Regions from separate parts of the Macaca mulatta genome. Here regions 1 and 3 are each linked to region 2. A link is a contact called in public Hi-C data. All regions are on one chromosome and are shown on one strand. Each heading gives the region's core, a stretch centred on a gene start, on an enhancer-like site or on the middle of the called end of the contact. The rest is flanking DNA. Distances are from core to core; before and after follow the strand shown.

Region 1 (4,496 bases), core at 1,977-4,476, 69 kb before region 2:
AATATACCAGTTGGGTCTTAAAATGTAAAAATCCTCCACTTCTCCTTCCTTTCTGTGAACAATACCTGGCCTGCGCATTTTCTGTCTTTGTCTCCTTTAGTCAAAGAGGTTATTTTTTATATCCCCTTTCTGTCAAGAAGTTAGAAAGATTCTATTTCTGGAGGAAAATATGAATGAGTCAGGTCTTTGCTTTTTTATCTAATTTAATTAATTAGTTTATTTATTTTTAAAGACAAGGTCTTGCTCTGTCACCCAGGCTGGAGTGCAGTGCACGATCACCACTTCCTGCAGCCTCAAACTCCTGGCCTCAAGTGATCCTCCTGCCTCAGTCTCCCAAAGTGCTGTGAGGACAAATGTGAGCCACTGTGCCCAGTCTGCTTTTGCTTTCTTAATATGATTTTCTTGTTCTTTCACTGATTATTACAAAAACTGGGACATTAATCAAATGAATTCTCTTTCCTTGGCCTCCATCACAACCCATTTATACCTTTTCCTATGGCTCATCCTAATAGGTTCTCAATCCATTACTGCATTCTCTTACTCAGCATTCAATTTCTTCATAATTATTGGCATCGCTACTTCACTACTTTTCAGGAGAATGAAAATAGCTGTTGGCTTTCTATTTTCTGCATTCCTTCACTAATGTCTTTTTTCTTTAATTTTTAAAATTTTAAAAATCTCTGAACAATTTTACTCACCTGGCCTTATTTATCCATTATGTTACCACAAGATAAACAGGTACTTGGGCCGTGTCGTGAACACGAAATTAATCTTGTCTACCCCTTAGGATGTTTAAACTACTTTTATCCACTTGCCCCAATTATGTAGGAAAAAACAAAAAAAACTTTCTTATTCTTACACTCAATATAATATTATTTGAGTCAAGTTCTGTATTCTGGTACTCAATTTCAGTAGAGCTGTTGAAATATATAATGTGCCTCATTTCACAGAGGGACCTCCACTATTAGGCTGTGCACCTAGTGTTTCTTTCTTAAAAATAAGTGATGGATTAATGAGAGATAAATACTATTGACTATTTTACCTAGACTTTGGTTTGAATTCCTTGCGACTAATAGCACATATCTATAGGGCAGATGGCTGGGATGGAAGAGAAGACTAAGAAAGGGCTGCTAAGAGTCACTCTCAGGAAAGAAATGAATTTGCTTGGTCTCATTAGCACTATTTATTAATTGAGCTCCTTCCCAGTCCTCCCTCTGCCCTTAGGGCCTCTTACTGTAAGACAGTGTTTCTAAGAAAAAACATAAAAAAAAAAAGTACTGCCCTTTCTAAGCATCATCTGATATCTTTGATTCACTCTAATCCAGCTTCTATATATCATAAAGGGGGAAAAAATACCTCTTTAGGTTGACATTGTGGTAACACTGACAACGACTTCCAAAATAGTATGTAATCACATGCGATTATAGTTTGGATCATGTTATCCAGCATCTGGGATCTATACTCAGCTCTGCCACGTGACTCAGTGCATGACGTGGAAAAGTCACTGCCTTTCTGGGCCTTTGCTTCTTTATCTTAAATAAGTAAATGAAACAAAATTCAGAGTGGAGGTTCAGAAATACACTGGGCTTTGGCATCCTTTCAAGAAATGTACCGGATACATACCAGATGACGGTATTCTTTATTTTGTCAGGAAGGTGAATGAACAGTTCCAACTCACCTACTTATGCCTGCCTCAAGCTACCCAGCAGTCTTCCCAACTAGGCAAAGGGCCCCTTCAGTCATAAATGTTGGGAGGAGAATCCAGGAAGGCATAACTGGAGCTTGGCTCCGTAGCTCATTTTTTCTTTTGTTCCACTGCCTGGCAGCAGATTGAGGGAAAAAGGAAAAAAAACTGGGCTTTCATGGCTTCTCTCATGCCTCTGGCCCAAGAAAATGACCAAGAGCAGGAAATCAAGCAAAAGTAAGCCAGAGTCACATTCCCATGGCTTCTGTCTAAGTCCCTGCTTAGAAGCAAGAAAGCACTAGCTCCAAACTCTGTCTCGGGTTATTTAACTTATAATTACAAGGCAATAGGAGGAAAATTTATAACCACATTCCTGTGGATCTGAGGTATCAAGAGTGGAGTTGTTTCTTCTGAGTGGGGTCTAGGGACTGGGTAGAAAGGTCCCTCTGTTGGGAACGAACATTTTACGTAGGATATGTGAGTATCTATTCTAAAACAATAAAAAATAACTTATGGGAAGGGGCAACAGTGTGCAGACAATGTACATTTTATTCTTTTAGTGATTAAGTTACACTAAATACATGGTGAAGTTCATGCGCTGAGAACAAACACTAGAAACAGTGAAAAGAGCTCTAGAGCATACGTGAAACTTCTGAGAAAGATGAAAGTCAGAGCTTGAGGACAGAGACACACATTTTGCATTAATCTCTTGGATTAATGAATTAGAATCTCAAATCTCATTGCTTTACTGGGATACTATTGCCTAATAGAGGCTCTCATGATCTTAGTGTGTACCCAGATAGAGAATAAAACACACTTGTGCATGCAAGCAGGCACACATGCGTGCACGCGCACACACACTCACACTATCTTATACCTCACTCATCCTGGAAGTCAGCACACAAAGGGTATGTGTGCTTACAAACACACCCAGGTCAAAGTACAGATTGGTAGAAGGCAAGTGGCAGAGGCTCCCAACAGGGCAGATAATTACAAAGCATCAACTCACAGACTCTGAGGAGATTTTCTTCAAAAGCTCAGCCCCTGGGGTTCCAACGAGTCTTAAAATGAGCTTCAACTGATCAATATCTAATGGTGGACCATAAAGGAAAATGTTGGGACGAAATAAAAATGAAAAACAAACAATGACAAACAAAACAAAAACAAACAAACAAAACACCCCGAGAACAAAAATGAAACACCCCAAACCTAGCCAACACGGTGAATCCCTCTAGGTCAAGGTTCCCGCAGGATGATCACTTCACGTAGGACATGCTCCTCCTGTACAAAGATTCAAAATGCTACCACACACGTATCCACTTTATATTCATTTTGTGCATCTGTCAACAGCATGTATCAGTAAAGTGAGGCAACGTTAGGTGGTTCTTAGCTGCCAAAGATAGCAGGTGAAAACACAAGAGCTTCACTCAGTTTACATTGCCCTCTTCATCTGCCATCACAGTGTCAGTAATCAGTCCAGGAAAGAGCACTGGTAATTAGAGGGCCACAGATAAGGAAAAAAGCAACAGAGCACAGGAGCTAGGGATGTACAAGTCTATTTATGAATATTCTCCTAAACGTGACCTAAAGAGCTTATGATATGACAGTGGAAGGCCTGTGAGACCCCAAAACCTGACCACTGGAGCACACCCTCTGGGAAGCCTCGCCTCTCCCACTGGCTACAGTAGGCAGAGCACGATGAGGGAGAGTCGCCAGCAGAGGGCGCTCTCCCACTGCATGTTCCCTCAGGAGCGCCAGGAGAACACAAACACAGGCAGTTTCAACCTTATAAAATGCAAATGAACAATGCTTAACAAATTCCACACATCCCAAAGGCTCTAAATAATAGGCCACAATGCTAAAACTTTTATCCTGGTAGCCAACACTTCAATGTATACTCAGAATGTATGTGCATGTGTTAACCAGAAGACAAAAATTTCCATTTGTTCTCATTGCTTTTAGTCTTACCTAAAAAGGAAGTTAAAAAGAGGGGGGAAAATATTATAAAATAGCTTTTAATATTTTATCTGAAAATGTGAATAGTTTATCCATGTTTATACTGACTGACATTCCACGGAGGGAGAAGGGGAGGATGACTGTCTTCTGACCCATCAGGTTTTTCACATGACTAAATCCTCTTGGCCTCAGGTCTCAGCTTCAACTTCACCTCCTCAGGGAGGTCTCCCCTCAACACTCTATATACATGATACCCCACTCCCCCCCAATTCCTTCTCAGCATCATGCTTGATAACATCATAGTGCTTATCACAGCCTAGAATTACTTTGTTTGCTTACTGTCTGCCCCCTGTACTGGTCTACAGCTCTGTGAGGACAGGGGCCACTCTGCCTCTTCACCATTTATCCTCAGCCTAACATCTGGTACGTGATGGGTAGTCAAAATATTTGAGGAAAAGGTAGAGCAGGATGAAAGAAATTTTTGCTTATGGTTATACATATAAAGGCAACATAGCAACACTTAAAAACAGCAGTCTCTATAAGCCACAGGTGCCTACGTTATAGGAATAACTTATGCAGTAATTTGACATCTTGTCTTTTACTTTCTTTTAGATATGAAATCAGCTTAAACAGAAGAAAATTCTAGGCTGAAGTCAGCAAACCCCAATCTCTTCCTGTTTTATATATAAAGTTTTATTAGAACACAGCCATGTCCATTCATTTATGTACAGTCTACAGGTGTTTCCAATTACAACAAGCACAGTTACCATACGGTTCCCAAGCCTAAAATATTAACGACCTGGCCCTTTCAGAAAAGGTGTGCCAAACCCCATCCTAAACCCAAACAACTTGTGTT
Region 2 (4,113 bases), core at 1,213-3,712:
GCTTTTATACCACAGAAAAATATACCACTAAAGAAATGTGGAGTTAATTTTAATGGTACTTCACTGTAAATCTGGATCTCCTGTTCCAGTGCAGAGCTAGTCACCAACAGTACTGAACCTTTGCGAGGAATTCAACTGGAGTTCACCCAAACCCTCTATAGATGAGTTATTCTGCTGTTATCACTCCATTAAAATTTAAATAGCATTGAAAACAAAAACGTGATACTACAGAAATGAATGTGTCAATTCAAGAATGAAAAAATGGAAGTATATTAATGAGCTATAAAATATTAAAAGAACAATGATCCAAATACATCTTTGAAAATTAGCAAATCAACTAGATATACATAATATGTATATACTGAATGGATATACATATATTAACATGTATATATCGAATGTAAAATGCTGCAAATCAACTATACACACACACACTCTGAATGTAAAATCCTGCAAATTCCTTTAAAATGTAAACTGCCATGCTGTAAAAATGGGAGAAAGATGTCACGCACGGTGCCATCTGCAACATAACTTAAGCAGCTTGAACTAGAAAATGCAATATGATCTGTTACTGGACACAATTGCACAATCTCAATTACCCAGAAGATTCTACCAAACAGGAAATTCATGATGTGACTTTGGGAAACACAGAAATCATATTTAAAGATTAACACATCCAAAAGCCTGGAATTTGTTCCAAAACAAAAAACTATTTTACAGGCCCCTTTTCAAATGACGCATACAATACGAATTACTAAAACACAGAAAAAGCTAACAGTTAAATCTGATATTTAGTTTCAGATCCGTAGCTTTTAAATTATAGAAAATCTAAAATACAGGGTATAAAACCTTGAAAATTAGAGAGCAGTTAGTGAAATATTTCAGGTCTGGAAATTACATGGTATCGACTTAATTTAAAACACACTCACGGTGTAAATTAAAGCTAAAAAGTATCTCTTCCCTTCCTTTTCTATGTGGTTCCATATCCTTACGAAAACCATCGTGTACCTCAGGCCATAAATGCAGATAACTAGATAAATCCCTGCAAACTCTGAAAGGGACTTTTAAAACACAGTATTCGCAGGAATTATCTCAAAAAATACTTACAATACCTCCTAGCACTGTTAATAATTTTTTGATCTTGAGGGCGCCTTACAGATCTGAATCTTTCTTGCTCCAAATGAAAAAACTGTTTTGTCGAACAATACTTAAATGAGCAGTGGTATGTGACTAATCAGTGAGACTGCCAGTTTCTCAAGCTGCAGCGTTCTTGCAGGCACTACCACCGCCGCCCCTCCACAGAAAGGAAATACGCTTTCAACCGAATCGGAAACACACCACTCAAGCTGGCACAGTGTTCACCGAGATAAAGTCGGTATTTTAAGCTCTATGGATCGCTGCTAATTCAAGTGCGAATTCAAAAAGAACACTTCTCGAGATGGGATTTCGACAGAGGTTTGGGGAAAAAAAAAAAAAAAAAGGCCCGGAGAGAGCTCCCTTCCTGGTCAGTTTTGTTTAGATGACCGCAGTCTTCGGGTTGCGCTCTGCCCTTCTGCTTCTCCCGGCAGCTCCCCAAGCTTGTCTGCTCAGAGGACAGGGTCCGGCGCCACAGCGTGGGCGCATCGCGGGAGAGGGTCCTTCTGCTCCAGGTCCGGAGGGAGACCCCCAAGGAAGCAGCCCTTCCCCCGGTGCCTGCCGCCGAGCAGCAACCTTCCGAGAGGCGAAGGCGCAGGGTGCTAGCCAGAACCGAGCTCCAGCACCACCACCTACCTCTCGCAGCGGACTTGAGCGCTGCACACGGTGGACCGCAATACCCGCGTGAGTGCAGGGCGAGGGGTGCAGGAGGTGCAGAACAGGCAGAGCTCGAAGGGGCAGCAAGGCCCTCCCCCGAGGAAAATTCCTGCCACTTGACGCAACGCAGAGCAGTCGTGCAGGCCTGGCTCTCGGGCGCGAGGGGCCACCCTGCCCACAGCGGCCCCAGGCCCGGCGACACTCACCACACAGAGCCATAGGCGCCGGAGCCCACTGGAGACAGGTTCTGGTAACGCTCGGGCACCTCCCAGATTGTCTTGTTCAGCTCCTGCCGGTAGAACGTGGGCCTCTCCTGAGACATTTTCCAGCGGCAGTCGCCGGGTAAGAAGGTGGCCCTATGGGGCCCCCGCCTGCACCCGCACCCTCTCCCCGGCCCTTGCTGCCCGCCCAGCCGGGCGGGGACCTTGCGCTGGTCGCCCGCGCAGGTGCGGCTGCCGCGACCCCGCAGACTCCCGCGCGCGCGGCTGCTGTCAGCCGCCGCGGCTGGATGCGCCCCTGCGACTGGGGCAAGCCCCGCTAAGGGCAGGGACGCGCTCCGGCGCTCAAGGCTGCGCCTGCCGCGATCTCCCTGCACCTTCGTCCCTACAAGGCCGACTCCGAGCTGCGTCGCAGTACTCCGGATCCAGCTGCTGCGCCCGCTGAGGCTCCAGTGGTCGCGGTTCCACAGCCAGCAAACAGGAGCCTCCCGCAGTACTCTCGCGAGAACTGCTCCCGGGACTCTCCGAGAGCCGAGATTTTACCCAATATGGAACCTCTTCGCGGGCGGGGCTTCGTGAGAGGAGAGGATGAGAGGGGCAGTTCTCGCGAGAAGAGAGCAACAACTGGAGCCCAAAGGCAGAAACTCCCAGGAACTGTCTCCTTAAGGGCGCGAAGGCGGACCAGGGAAGGAAGAGATAAGCGGGCAGCACACGCCGCGCGCGCCCCACCGTGGCCGGCAGGGCAAATACCTGGCTCTGTGGTGGAAAACGACAGTGACAAATAGCGTGTCGGGGAAAGAGTCAAAAGATCTTTAACTGCGAGTAGTTACTAGCAGCGGAGCACCTGCTCAGCTGAACCCCCAAATTCCAAAAAACACTTGCATGAAAAAGAGATAGGTGGCAGGGCGCGGTGGCTCACGCCTGTAATCCCAGCATTTTGGGAGGCCGAAGCGGGCGGATCACCTGAGGTCGGGAGTTCGAGACCAGCCTGACCAAAATGGCGAAACCCCCGTCTCTACTAAAAATGCAAAATTAGCCGGGCGTGGTGGCGCGCACCTGGAGTCCCAGCTACTCGGGAGGCAGAGGCAGGAGAATCGCTTGAACCCGGGAGGTGGAGGTTGTGGTGAGCCGAGATCGCGCCATTGCACTCCAGCCTGGGAAACAGAAGCGAAACTCCGTCTCAAATTAAAAAAAAAAAAAAAAAAAGTGAGAGACAGGTTCTGGCCAGAAGGCTGTTGCATTCCCATCTGCTCAAGGACATATGGGTTACTCTACATGTGGGTTACTCTTCGAGATGCTGACGAAATATGTCCCAAAGGCAAATGTTAACCCTGCATCAAAGCTGAGGCTTTCCAGGGGCTGGGCGCGGTGGCTCACGCCTGTTATCCCAGCACTTTGGGAGGCCGAGGCGGTCGGATCACGAGGTCAAGAGATAGAGACCATCCTGGCCAACATGGTGAAACCCCGTCTCTACTGAAAAATACAAAAATTAGCTGGGCATGGTGGCTTGAGCCTGTAGTTCCAGCTTCTCGGGAGACTGAGGCAGGAGAATTGCTTGAATCCGGGAGGCGGAGGTTGCAGTGAGCTAAAATCGCGCCACTGCACTCCAGCCTGGCGTCAGAAGGAGACTCCGTCTCAAAAAAAAAAAAAAAAAAAAAAAAAAAAAAAAAAAAAAAAGCTGAGGCTTTCCATTCAAACTCTCCTAATAGTTCTTAAACTTACATGCAGAAAAATCACCCTGGGAGTTTAAGATGCAAGTTCCCAGGACTCACAGGGAGTCTAATTGGGTAGGTCAGAGGAAGGCATCAAGAGCATGTATTTTTATAATACATCTTAGGTAATTCTGATTCAGGAAAGTCTGATATCTCCCTTTGAGAAGCATTTAAAAAACCATTACACTGAAGATTTGAAACTGACTCCTACCCTGAAGAGCCATCAGTGAAGAGGATTTTAAGCATTCAACTCAGGCCTCTTCGAGTAAGGAGAAGAGGGCAGAAGTCTCATCGAATTTAGGCAAGTCAAATGACCTTTCCTGAACCTTAGTTCCAGCTTTTACAAGAGATTTCCTGCCCTGCATTCCCGACTAACAGAGTCATTTGTAAAA
Region 3 (4,538 bases), core at 349-2,848, 100 kb after region 2:
CCCCACCTACAGGTGTCCATGTCTGTGCCTTTTTGCTCAATGTATTTTCTCATTCAGGAATGCCTGACATCTCCTTCTCCACCTACAGAAATCTTATGTATTTCCTAAGACCCAGCTCAAAAACGGCCTCCTCTGTGGATGGGCTTAATTACTTACTTTGCTCAATAAGTCCTGCCAAAGCCCCCATGCTTGACTTGTGCTGTACTATTGCCCTCTCATCTTCCCTTCTCAATTACTTGTTTAGAGCAAAGGTCTTCAGAGCTTCCACTCTGACCAGCTGTGGTACTTTACAATAGGGGCTGGTAAATTAAGATCTGAAATAAGAATAGTTAAAACGGTTGAAAAAAGATCAAAAGGGCCTGGCTCAGTGGCTCACACCTGTAATTCCAGCACCTTGGGAGGCTGAGGTGGGAGGATCACTTGAGCCCTGGATATCCAGGCTGCAGTGAGCCGAGATCATGCCACTGTACTCCACCTGAGTAGCAGAGCAAGACTACTCCTCTTTAACCCTCACCTTCCCTTCAAAACCTAACAAAGGCCATGTTTAAATCAATAGAAGAACATTTTATGACATGCGAAAATTATATGAAATTAAAATTTCAGTGTCCATAAATAAATCTTTATAGGAACAAAGTCCATATTTTCTATGACTGCTTTTGAGCTCCAGTGGCAGAGTTGAGTAGCTGAGAAAGAGATCTTATGGTCCACAAAGCCTAAATATTTACTATCTGGCCCAAAGAAAAACTTTGCTGAGCCTGCTATACAATAAGGGCTTGATGATTAAATAACTGGGTCGTACACCAAGATTCTGAACATATAGGCAGGTCCTCTTAAGTTTAGTGTCTTTGTGTAATGGAAGGAATAACTATTTTGCCTTTAAGTTGCCATAAACATAAAATGAGATAATGCACTTAGAAAAGTAAAAAAAAAAAAAATCTCATAAACAAGACAACTTTATCATGTATTGAAAGTGGTAGAATAAGAAAACATTAAACGTTTTTATTCTCATTTCCCTTTCTTTCCTTTACAGCTTTCATTTAAACTTGAAATTTCAAGAGAAAATTCACTTTTGAAGTTTTTACTTTTCAAGTGATAATAGGGTCACAGGTTCTTTCCTTCCAGTCTTTCTGTGTTGCTCCCACTCCCTTTTCTTTCTCACATGTAATTTTTTTCCATTTTCTTTAAATAGCATCTCAACTGGGCTCACAATAGCTCAGGGAAGGAGAAACTGGGACATGCCTGATTAATCCATTTTACAGGCCAGGAAACTGAGGCAGATCCCAATTGCCTCTGAAGCTCTGACTCAGCAGCATGCAGGGAGCCCTGCCGCTCTCTGCGCCTTTTCTAAGCAAATAGAATAAAACTAACCTTGCCAGGTTTCCGAGCTTGGATCTCTAACACTCCTTCAACGTTCACCCCCGACGTTCCTCCTCTCAGCGCCCCCTCCCTCTCCTTGCCGCCCCCTCCTCGGGAGCAGGTGGTAGGCTCCGCTCCCGACGCGCATGCGCGCGGCACGGTGGGGCGGGGGCGGGGCGGGACTGGGGGTGGAGTGTGCGCGGGCTCGGTTTTGGGCCGCGGCGGGAGCTGGAGTCACCGCCACTCGAGTGCGCAGGCGCTTGGCGGTTACCGGTCTCACCATGGAGCGGAAAGGTGAGCGGTGGAGCGGCCTCCGCCACGAGGGGCAACGGCCGCCGGGGCGAGGCCCGGGTCAGCGCCCGGAGCTTCGCCTAACTGCCGCGGTTCGGTCCCCGGGCTTGCGGCGCCCCTCCACTGAGGTGGCGCCGCCCCACACCCCCCGCCTCTGGGCTGCGGGTCCGCGCCCCTCAGCCCGGGCGTCCTCCGGCGCCGGCCGTCGCCGCCCCTTGTTCCCTGCCAGGCCGGCTTGCGCCTTGGGGCCACTCCAGGGCCCGGACCTTGGCGGGCGAGGCAGACCTCCGCCCGCCCGCCCCCTGACCCGGCCTGAGACCCCTCCGGCGCATCCCGCCCGTGCGCTGCTCTGTGCCCCGTGGGCCGCCAGCCCCCCGGCCGGCCGCCTTGCCGAAGCCTCCGCGCTCGTACCGCAGCCGCCCCTGAGACAGGCCCCGCAGCCGGGCCTGGCGCCCCTGCTGGGTCTCCACCCTCACCTTGGTCACCTCCTTTCCTCCACATTTGCCCTTCATCCATCCCTCTCTCCTGCAGTGCTTGCGCTCCAGGCCCGAAAGAAAAGGACCAAGGCCAAGAAGGACAAAGCCCAAAGGAAGTGAGTCTTGTACCCCAACATCCCATTCTTTGGATTTTCCTCCGGCACCTTCTCTGCTCTGGTTTCGCGTCTTGAATGTGCACAGGGTTTGGGCACCCTGTGGCCGCAGCCACATGGCCTCGGGGCAGCTCGGAGGGTCGCTCTCCAGCAACCATGTGGAAGAGAGCTGCTGTTGCTGAACGCCAGGCCTGGGTCTTAGCAGCCCCAGGCCTGCTGGAAAGGGCTGTCGGAGGAGGACCAGAGCCCGCCCGGTACCTTTCCTCCCCAACTCCACAGAGGAGGCACAAACTCCCCTAGCTTGGACCCCCCCCCCACCGGAGCTGGTAGATCATTATCGTTCTGTTTCTGAACTCTGGTCTCTCTCTCTTACCTGCTCCCCAACGTCTTAACTTGCCTCCAACGTCTGCACGGTAGGCCTTAAGGAAATTCTTGAATGAGTTTTTCCGTGTTTACTTTGGGTTCTACCAACCACACACTCCCTTTCATAGAGGAGGGCATGGGGCTTTTCTTTGGGTTAGTCAACTTCCTGAACCTGCAAGGCACATCGGCTTTTTTGCACTGTGCCGGCAGACCGCTGTGTATACAGTCAGTGTCTGTTAACTGCTTCTCTTCTGTCTAAACCTCAATCAAATGCAGATAATCTTCCGGAGTCGGCATCACTATAGTAACGGGAGAGTTCTTTAACACACATCGATGGTTCTGGTTTGGTGTATTAAGCGCCACATGTCCAGTTTTATCAGTGGGATGCATAACAGTATAGTGCTATCGTGGCAAGTTCAAAAGTTGGTCACAGCCTAATAGAAACTCAGGTAGCAGGCTTCATTCAGCAAGTGAGGCTAAGCCTAAAGAACTTTCATCATGTACTAACGTTTAACTGCAAAGGGTCTTGGAAATCAGCTCTTGGAAATCATCTCTCAGAGAGAGATTCTATGCCTAGTTCTTAATTTTAGATGTATTATCTTTATACTTTTAAATTTATTTGATTTTTTTGGCGTTGTATGCGGTCTAATTCCCTCTGAGTTGATACAACACATTTCAAAGGCCTTCCTAGGTCACCCCACTGAATGACAATACCAGATTAAGGGGGGCGTAGGGGTGTGTGTTGTTTTTGGAGGCTACCTACTGTTTGGGGAGAGCACATAATGACTTCTGTCTTTCAATAGAACTAAAGTGGTAGGTGACCTCACCTCTTGCTCCATTTTCTATTCTGTCTTATGAAATGTATTTTGTAAGTGCTTGGTGACGAAGGTTTGTAAATGGTGAGTTTGTGTGTGTCTGTTTGCCTTTGGATTATCCGTATATGGGATTATTCAAAACCATTTTTTAATCCTAGATTGTTTAATAGAAACAGCAAGGTGCTAACTTGGTTCTAGTGTGCAGTAGGAATTGAAATGTTACTTTTCTGTGCCTAGTTGAGTTATTCTTTGTGGAATTGATAAGAATGTGTTAAAACGTTCTTTTCTATTGATACGAGGAAGTTGCGGTTTTTATTATATTACTGTATTTTTTAGAAATCCTGGTCTCTCAGACCATTTGTCCAGATCTCTCTTACCACTTGGAAATTAATTTGAGATTAGCCCAAATCAAGCTATAATTTGAGGGGCAAATGTATATAGGTGATCATATACTTTAAGCACCAGATATCTATTACTTCCGATTATCTATTTAGACTATATGCTTTATTTCTAAAGCCAAATATATGTATATCTGTTACCCCATTCACTACTATGGATAACTTAGAGTTATTTGTGTTGTTAATTGTTTGCAAGTGTGGATTATAGATAACGTAGCAGTCATTTTACTGAATATTTTATCTTGAACAACTTTGACTCCTGAAAATATGCGTGAATGAACTGCCCCATTTACTTGTAATTTCAGAGGTGTTTTATTTTTGATTTTGTTTCCAATTAATACGTTTTTGCTTTTTTTTGTTTTAAATTTACCTTTTTATTCTTTTTCTTTTTGAGGCAAGTTCTCGCTCTGTTGCCCAGGCTGCAGTTTAGTGGTGCGATCTCGGCTCACTGCAACCTCCACCTCCTAGATTCAAGCAATTCTCTTGCCTCAGCCCCCCAAGTAGCTGGGACTATAGGTGTATGCCACTACGCCTGGTTAATTTTTGTATTTTTTGTAGAGATAGGGTTTTGCCATGTTGCCCAGGCTGGTCTCAAACTCCTGAGCTCAGGTAATCTGCCTGCCTTAGCCTCCCAATGTGCTGGGATTATAGGCGTGAGCCACTGCACCCTGCCCTTTTTTTTCCTTTTTCTTTCTTCCTTTTTGTTTTTCTTTCTTTCTTTCTTTG

What was found. A called contact is a pair of places that touch in the nucleus more often than the background predicts.
Region 1: a Hi-C map of CD4 T cells shows a contact between it and region 2, with 2.8 times the contacts expected there. The contact joins the enhancer-like site here to the promoter of MAPK14 in region 2. A contact is called at or near these places in 7 of 14 Hi-C or Micro-C datasets (CD4 T cells, cortical neurons, fetal cortex germinal zone and 4 more).
Region 3: a Hi-C map of liver shows a contact between it and region 2, with 3 times the contacts expected there. The contact joins the promoter of SRPK1 here to the promoter of MAPK14 in region 2. A contact is called at or near these places in 2 of 14 Hi-C or Micro-C datasets (fetal cortical plate and liver).

What each region holds. Positions count from the first base shown.
Region 1 is chr4:146,157,590-146,162,085 of T2T-MMU8v2.0, forward strand. It overlaps MAPK14 (mitogen-activated protein kinase 14), which reads right to left. Exons shown (of 11, transcript XM_078000290.1): 9 at 2,694-2,773. Among named protein-coding and RNA genes, the nearest start is that of MAPK13, 34 kb to the left of the region's middle. Within about 2 kb of position 3,227, at least 4 of the 40 cell types and tissues checked have an H3K27ac peak or open chromatin away from gene starts, as enhancers often do.
Region 2 is chr4:146,226,997-146,231,109 of T2T-MMU8v2.0, forward strand. MAPK14 (mitogen-activated protein kinase 14) reads right to left here and starts at 2,463. Exons shown (of 11, transcript XM_078000290.1): 1 at 1,998-2,463. The coding sequence starts at 2,113.
Region 3 is chr4:146,332,300-146,336,837 of T2T-MMU8v2.0, forward strand. It overlaps SRPK1 (SRSF protein kinase 1), which reads left to right and starts at 1,599. Exons shown (of 16, transcript XR_013416474.1): 1 at 1,599-1,650; 2 at 2,179-2,239. LOC106997927 (a long non-coding RNA gene) reads right to left here and starts at 2,741. Exons shown (of 8, transcript XR_013416507.1): 1 at 2,610-2,741.